Regions from separate parts of the Mus musculus genome. Here region 1 is linked to region 2. A link is a contact called in public HiCAR-type data. All regions are on one chromosome and are shown on one strand. The core of a region is the stretch at or near the end of the contact, and the rest is flanking DNA. Distances in the headings are between cores, read along the strand shown. Region 1 holds the start of Tmem185a (transmembrane protein 185A). Region 2 holds the start of Fmr1 (FMRP translational regulator 1).

Evidence for each region. HiCAR-type assays count read pairs that join an accessible place to other places.
Region 1: a HiCAR-type map of astrocytes shows a contact between it and region 2, with 7 times the contacts expected there. The contact joins the promoter of Tmem185a here to the promoter of Fmr1 in region 2. A contact is called at or near these places in 3 of 39 promoter capture datasets (cranial neural crest, liver and pre-B cells), 1 of 115 datasets of contacts at active chromatin or transcription factors (astrocytes) and 2 of 9 other capture datasets (adipose tissue and liver).

Annotation. Positions count from the first base shown.
Region 1 is chrX:70,475,756-70,478,455 of GRCm38.p6, forward strand. Tmem185a (transmembrane protein 185A) reads right to left here and starts at 1,425. Exons shown (of 7, transcript NM_001357750.1): 1 at 1,223-1,425. The coding sequence starts at 1,260.
Region 2 is chrX:68,677,205-68,679,904 of GRCm38.p6, forward strand. It overlaps Fmr1 (FMRP translational regulator 1), which reads left to right and starts at 1,337. Exons shown (of 17, transcript NM_008031.3): 1 at 1,337-1,663. The coding sequence starts at 1,613. Fmr1os (FMRP translational regulator 1, opposite strand) reads right to left here and starts at 1,195. Exons shown (of 4, transcript NR_033481.1): 1 at 976-1,195.

The DNA.
Region 1 (2,700 bases), core at 175-2,674, 1.8 Mb after region 2:
GCTTTAAATTTTAAAATTTTACCATTCTTAAGGAGACTGCACTCTAAATAGTCCCCTCTTCTCTCCCCAGTTCCTTTGTCTCCAACAAACAGCCAAGAAAGTGGCATCCTCAGGAGTGCACAATACAGCTACTTATCTGTTCATATTCCCATTGCTTCCAGGCTAGGACGGCCAAGCATTGCAAGCGCCTAGCCTAGGACCTCACGTACGGAGGAAGGCTAGCTTACTTGAGTGCGTGTCTTACCACTTAGAAATAAAATGAGCAGATATTCCTTTTAAATAGTAATGGACTTGAAAAATATCAGTGAAATGAACTCCTCTTGCAGCTTACTAAAGTAGAGAATCACTTGACTGCCCAACCTCAGTCTTGACTCAGTTTAGTTCCAAAGACGTTTTATAAGTGTCTACTATATGACAGATGGGTGGGAGGTGATGTGCAAGGGAACAACCAGGAAGTGGTTTCTGCTTTGGGAGCTCACAGGCCGCAGAGGGAACACTTTTACAACAGTTTGACAAGTGCAAGGACCGAGATTTATATACTTTAGCCAGTGTTTTCTCCACACTGCCCACTAGGTATTTCAAGTCTGGAAAATAAGCAGGGCAATATCTACTTCCTGCGAATAAACTTACATAGAGAAGGCTAAGAAAATGCGTTGGAGGCGATCAGGTTCACCCCCAAAGGCATTATGTAAGATTTACCATACCCTGGCAACGACTCTAAAATTTCAGTATCTCAGACATCAGTTTGACAAATAAGCGAAGAACGGCAGACAGGCATAAATCCAAGGAAAATCCCAAATGCTGAAACTAGAGGAAACATGTGCGAAGGTGGCTGGGGGTGTCAGGGTCAAGTGAGATGGCCCTGGCATAGAAAACGGGGGCAGGCGGAGCGGTGAGAAGAAAAATAAGAAAAAATAAATCGAGACAGAGAAGTTGAAATACCAATGAAAAAGGACGAGTGGAGATCAATGGGCTTCCCTCTGGGAGGACACTTCTCCAACCTCGACAACTTGGGCCACGGCGGGTTGGTACCAGTTGCGGAGGAAGAAGCGGATGGACAGACTCTGAGGCCAACACAGCTTTCCCGAGAGCAGCTGGCAGCCATAAGGAGCCTCAGGCTGGTGCCTGGGTGCTCAGACTGCAGTGCCTTGGCCGCCGCGCCGCTCCCAGCCGCTACCCGAACCCAAGCCCCAACCTGGCGTCGCCGGGATAACCGCCTCACCTCGGGTTGAAGTCCTGAAAGAGGCCCCTCAGGTTCATGGCGGAGAACTTCGCCGAGGCGTCCTCCTCTTCCCCCCGCCCCCCGCGCCGCGAAGCCTGCGCCTCACAGCGGGTTCATGCTGCCAAAGGCAGCTTCGTCGCTAACGCCGCCGCCAGGAGAAACCAGAGCAACCAACTGTCTCCCACACTCCTTCCGGCTTCCGTAGCTAGGATGCGCATGCGCTCTGAGACCCGCTCCCTGCTTCCCCCACCCCCACACCCCCTCCGCCCCAGCTCGTCAGAAGCAGGAGGTTACATTGATAGTGGATCTTTTTGCTCCGGGGTACCAGCCTGCCTGCCTCTGGGACAGAATCTCTACAAAAAGAAGAGGGGAACGTCCGGGGAGGGGAACACTGACTGGGTGGATGTCATAAGGAGGGAGAACGCCAAACGGGAGTACCTCAGTGAGATCATCACAGACACCTGTCACCTTGGCCACCTGTCACCCAGACCCATACCAGAAATTGAAGGTTTCCCCCCAAATTGACTGAATCTTGGCCTATGCCTACCAGAGTTTCCAGTAAATCCAGCCTGCATATCAACTTCCTTCCTGTGCCCCAAGCTACACAGATTTCCTGACCATCCAAACCTCACATTACCCTGCACCAGTCATCTACTCTCTCAGCCATCTTCTCATCTTGGGTTCCCACTGTCCTTAACAGCAGGTCTATTTGTCAGAATGCCTAATCTGGAGAGATGGAACTCATCCTTAAGCATCCTAATCTAGTTCAGAGTCTCCTTGACTCCTGCCTAGACTTGGTGGTCGCTTCAGATCTGGCTTCCTCCACTCCCAGACATACTATTTAGAATTGCCAGGTTTGTCTTATTGGGCAAGTTAATATCTTCAAGGCTCAGATTTTCTCCTCTATAAAAGAGTTTGTTTTAAAAAAATATACAGCCGGGCGTGGTGGCGCACGCCTTTAATCCCAGCACCCGGGAGGCAGAGGCAGGTGGATCTCTGAGTTCGAGGCCAGCCTGGTCTACAAAGTGAGTTCCAGGACAGCCAGGGCGACACAGAGAAACCCTGTCTCGAAAAAAATATATATATATACTTTTCTATCTGGTTAAGAAAATTCAGAGAGATCATGCATAGCATTGTATGTTAGATGCACAAAGAAGGTTGCTAGTTGTTCTTTTTGCCAAATCCGTAAATTCTTAAAGAATGCTCTAAGGATTCTATTTGCTTTTCAAATCTAAGAGTGGAACAACCTCATAGCAGAGGACTTAGTTTACCATTTTCAATTCCAGCCAGTTTGAACTGTTGTTTTTATGAATAATACAGCAAAACCTTAAACATTAATCTGGAATCATTACGGGTAAGAGTCATAGGTTGTTACAATAGCAGTTTCATGCAATTTTATGTTAGTGAGCCCCAGGGGGAGCTTAAGAAGATCACAATTGGGAGAATCATACTTTGCTGTGATGTATCATCTTTCTTTT
Region 2 (2,700 bases), core at 87-2,586:
GTGTGTAGCATCCATGTGTGTGAGTATGGCCACACATATGCCACAAAACATGTGTGGGGGTCACAGTACAACTTCTAATGCAGTCCTTGCCTTCTACCCAGAGTCTCTCTTTTTGTTGTTCGAAACTAGATAAGGCACACTGACCTGTGAACTTCTGGGGAATCAACTTTGTGGGAGTGCTTATTTAGGCACTTAGGCCCAGCTTTCTATAGATTCTAGGAATTAGAAAATTCAGGATTTCATGCTCGCATAGCAAATGTTTTACCCCCTTGAGCCACCTCTCCAGCTCCACACTTACGGTTTTGAGAAGTTGAATTTTGCACATCTACTCCTGTAGGTTCCAATTTCAATAGTGACAGTCTTTTTGTTGCTACCTCACCAAGGACTCACTAGTACTTAGGACAGTGCTTGGCACATGGTAGGCATTCAATGAACTTCTCAGTTGGATGCAAGCCTTCTGGATTAAAGGAGCATGGGTCAGGCTGGATATAAGCCCAATACAGAGGCCAAAGGGGTGGGGAGGTGATTTTGGTTCTGCTGTAGAAGGCAAAGGCAGAGAGCTGCATGGAAAGGACCCAATGATGCACATAGACAGATCCCATGACTGCTTTACTGATGCCCTCCCTCTGGTACAGGGGGCATGTAGAAGAGGCAGAAGTCGAGTAAAAAGGAATTAACAAGTGTTCAACTCTCTCTGTCAGCTCTTTTTATTACGAATTCCAAGTAAAACTATGAACGGAAAGTGTGAGGGGGACTGTCTGAGAAAGGGATAACATTTCCTGAAGTTCTGGCACACCCTATTGGCCCTTAAAAAGTACTCAAAGTTCCCACAATACTTCCCCAAATCACTAGGTAGTAGAGCGATTTATTTTGCATCCTAGCCATAAGAGTCCCAGAAGTCAGGGTCAATGTAGTTATCACTGTTCCTAGATCAAAGTGTTCTCCAATGGAATTTATCACTTTTTTTTTACTTCCCTCCCGCCGCGACTTGCAGTTCAAACAGGTCCCACGCCAGTGCCGTGAAAAATCTACCCAATGCCCCTCCACTTCTGGTCGGGCCCCATTTTCGACAACTGGAGGCCTTTTCCCATGTCCTCGCTTCCTCCTGTACGGAAGAGGCCTCTAGTCCCCGCGGCGGGCACAGGCAGCCAGACTTAGTACTGCCCTTTACGCTTTCCCGCCTTTCACCAAGTGCGCGCGCCAAAGGGTGCGCCCTGATACCCTGAGGCAGGTACCCAGGAGGGCGCATGCGCGTGCTCCACTGCCCGAGAGGAGGCAAGGGCGGAGCGGAGAGGGCGGGGCCAAAGGGGAGGGGCTGCGCGGGTCACGTGACATCGTTTGACTGTTTACAGGAGGCGCAGCGGAGCCCTTGGCCTCAGTCAGTCAGGCGCTGGGGAGCGTTTCGGTTTCACTTCCGGTGAGGGGCCGCGCCTGAGAGGGCGGGCAGTGAAGCAAACGGACGGCGAGCGCGGGCGGTGGCAGTGACGGCGGCGCCGCTGCCGGGGGGCGTGCGGTAACGCGGCGGCGGCGGCGGCGGCGACGGCGGCTGGGCCTCAAGCGCCTGCAGCCCACCTCCCGGAGGCGGGCTCCCGGCGCGAGGACGGACGAGAAGATGGAGGAGCTGGTGGTGGAAGTGCGGGGCTCCAATGGCGCTTTCTACAAGGTAACCGGCTACCGGACAGGCCCGGTCCTCGGCCTCCCTCCCTCCCTCGTGTCCAGGGTGGCGGGCGGGCCCCTCGGGCGCGGCGGGAGCGGCGGGCTGTGGGATGTGAGGGAGCGGCGGAGTCGGGGCCTAGAGCCCGCCTCAGCGTTCCGACTCCCGCCTGAGGCCCCGGCGCCTGGCGGAACGCGCGGGTTGCCGAGGGCGGTTGAGCGGCCGAGTTTGTCAGCGAAGCGGGAATGCGAGGACAGGGGATCCGATCGGCCATGGGGCCGGTGCCGCGGGAAGTGGCGGCAGCGGCTTAGTCCAGCTTTCCCAAATAATCCTCTCCCAGTGGGTTCGGGGCCTGACACGCGGGGAGCCGTGCGGGAACCGGGGGCGCTTCAGCCCGGCCGCCGCCAGCCCTGCTGGACGAACGGCCGTTACGAGGCTTGGGCGGCCGTTAGGAGGTTTGGGCTCCGCGTTCGGCCCACAGTCCAGACTTTGGAGAGCTCCCCGGTTCTGGGCGAGGGGTGTGCAGGGAGTAGTAAGAAGCGGGCGGCAGCTCGGAATCACAATGGCAACTGCTCTTGAGTGGCCTCTTTGTGAATTTCCAAGGAGGGTTTTAGATCTAAAAGTTTCGGAAAGACCATGACATCTGAGAGAGCGGTTTCAAACGCTAGCCAGAGCCGGTATATCCACGGCCTCCGAGGCTCTTTCTAACTGGGAGCAATTCAGGGATAAGCATGTCGCGGCTTCTAAAAATATTACCAAGTCTGCTTATTTTAAATTTCCCTTTGTGTTTAAGTTCTCGAGGACCCGAATTTGTGCCACAGAACTTCAGGAAATTAACGGGGACTGTACGATTGCTACTGAATTTTTACCAGGACGGTTTGGAATGTTTGTTCTGTGCGCTGAAGTGCATAAACTTGAGTATATTCGCTTTGAGTTTTGCGGTGTTACAGTGAGCTATATTTGAGGTTTTAAATGGGCATTCATGGAACTACTGAGAGTTTTTTTATACCATTGAATATCAAGTAACATCGTATATTTTTCAAGGA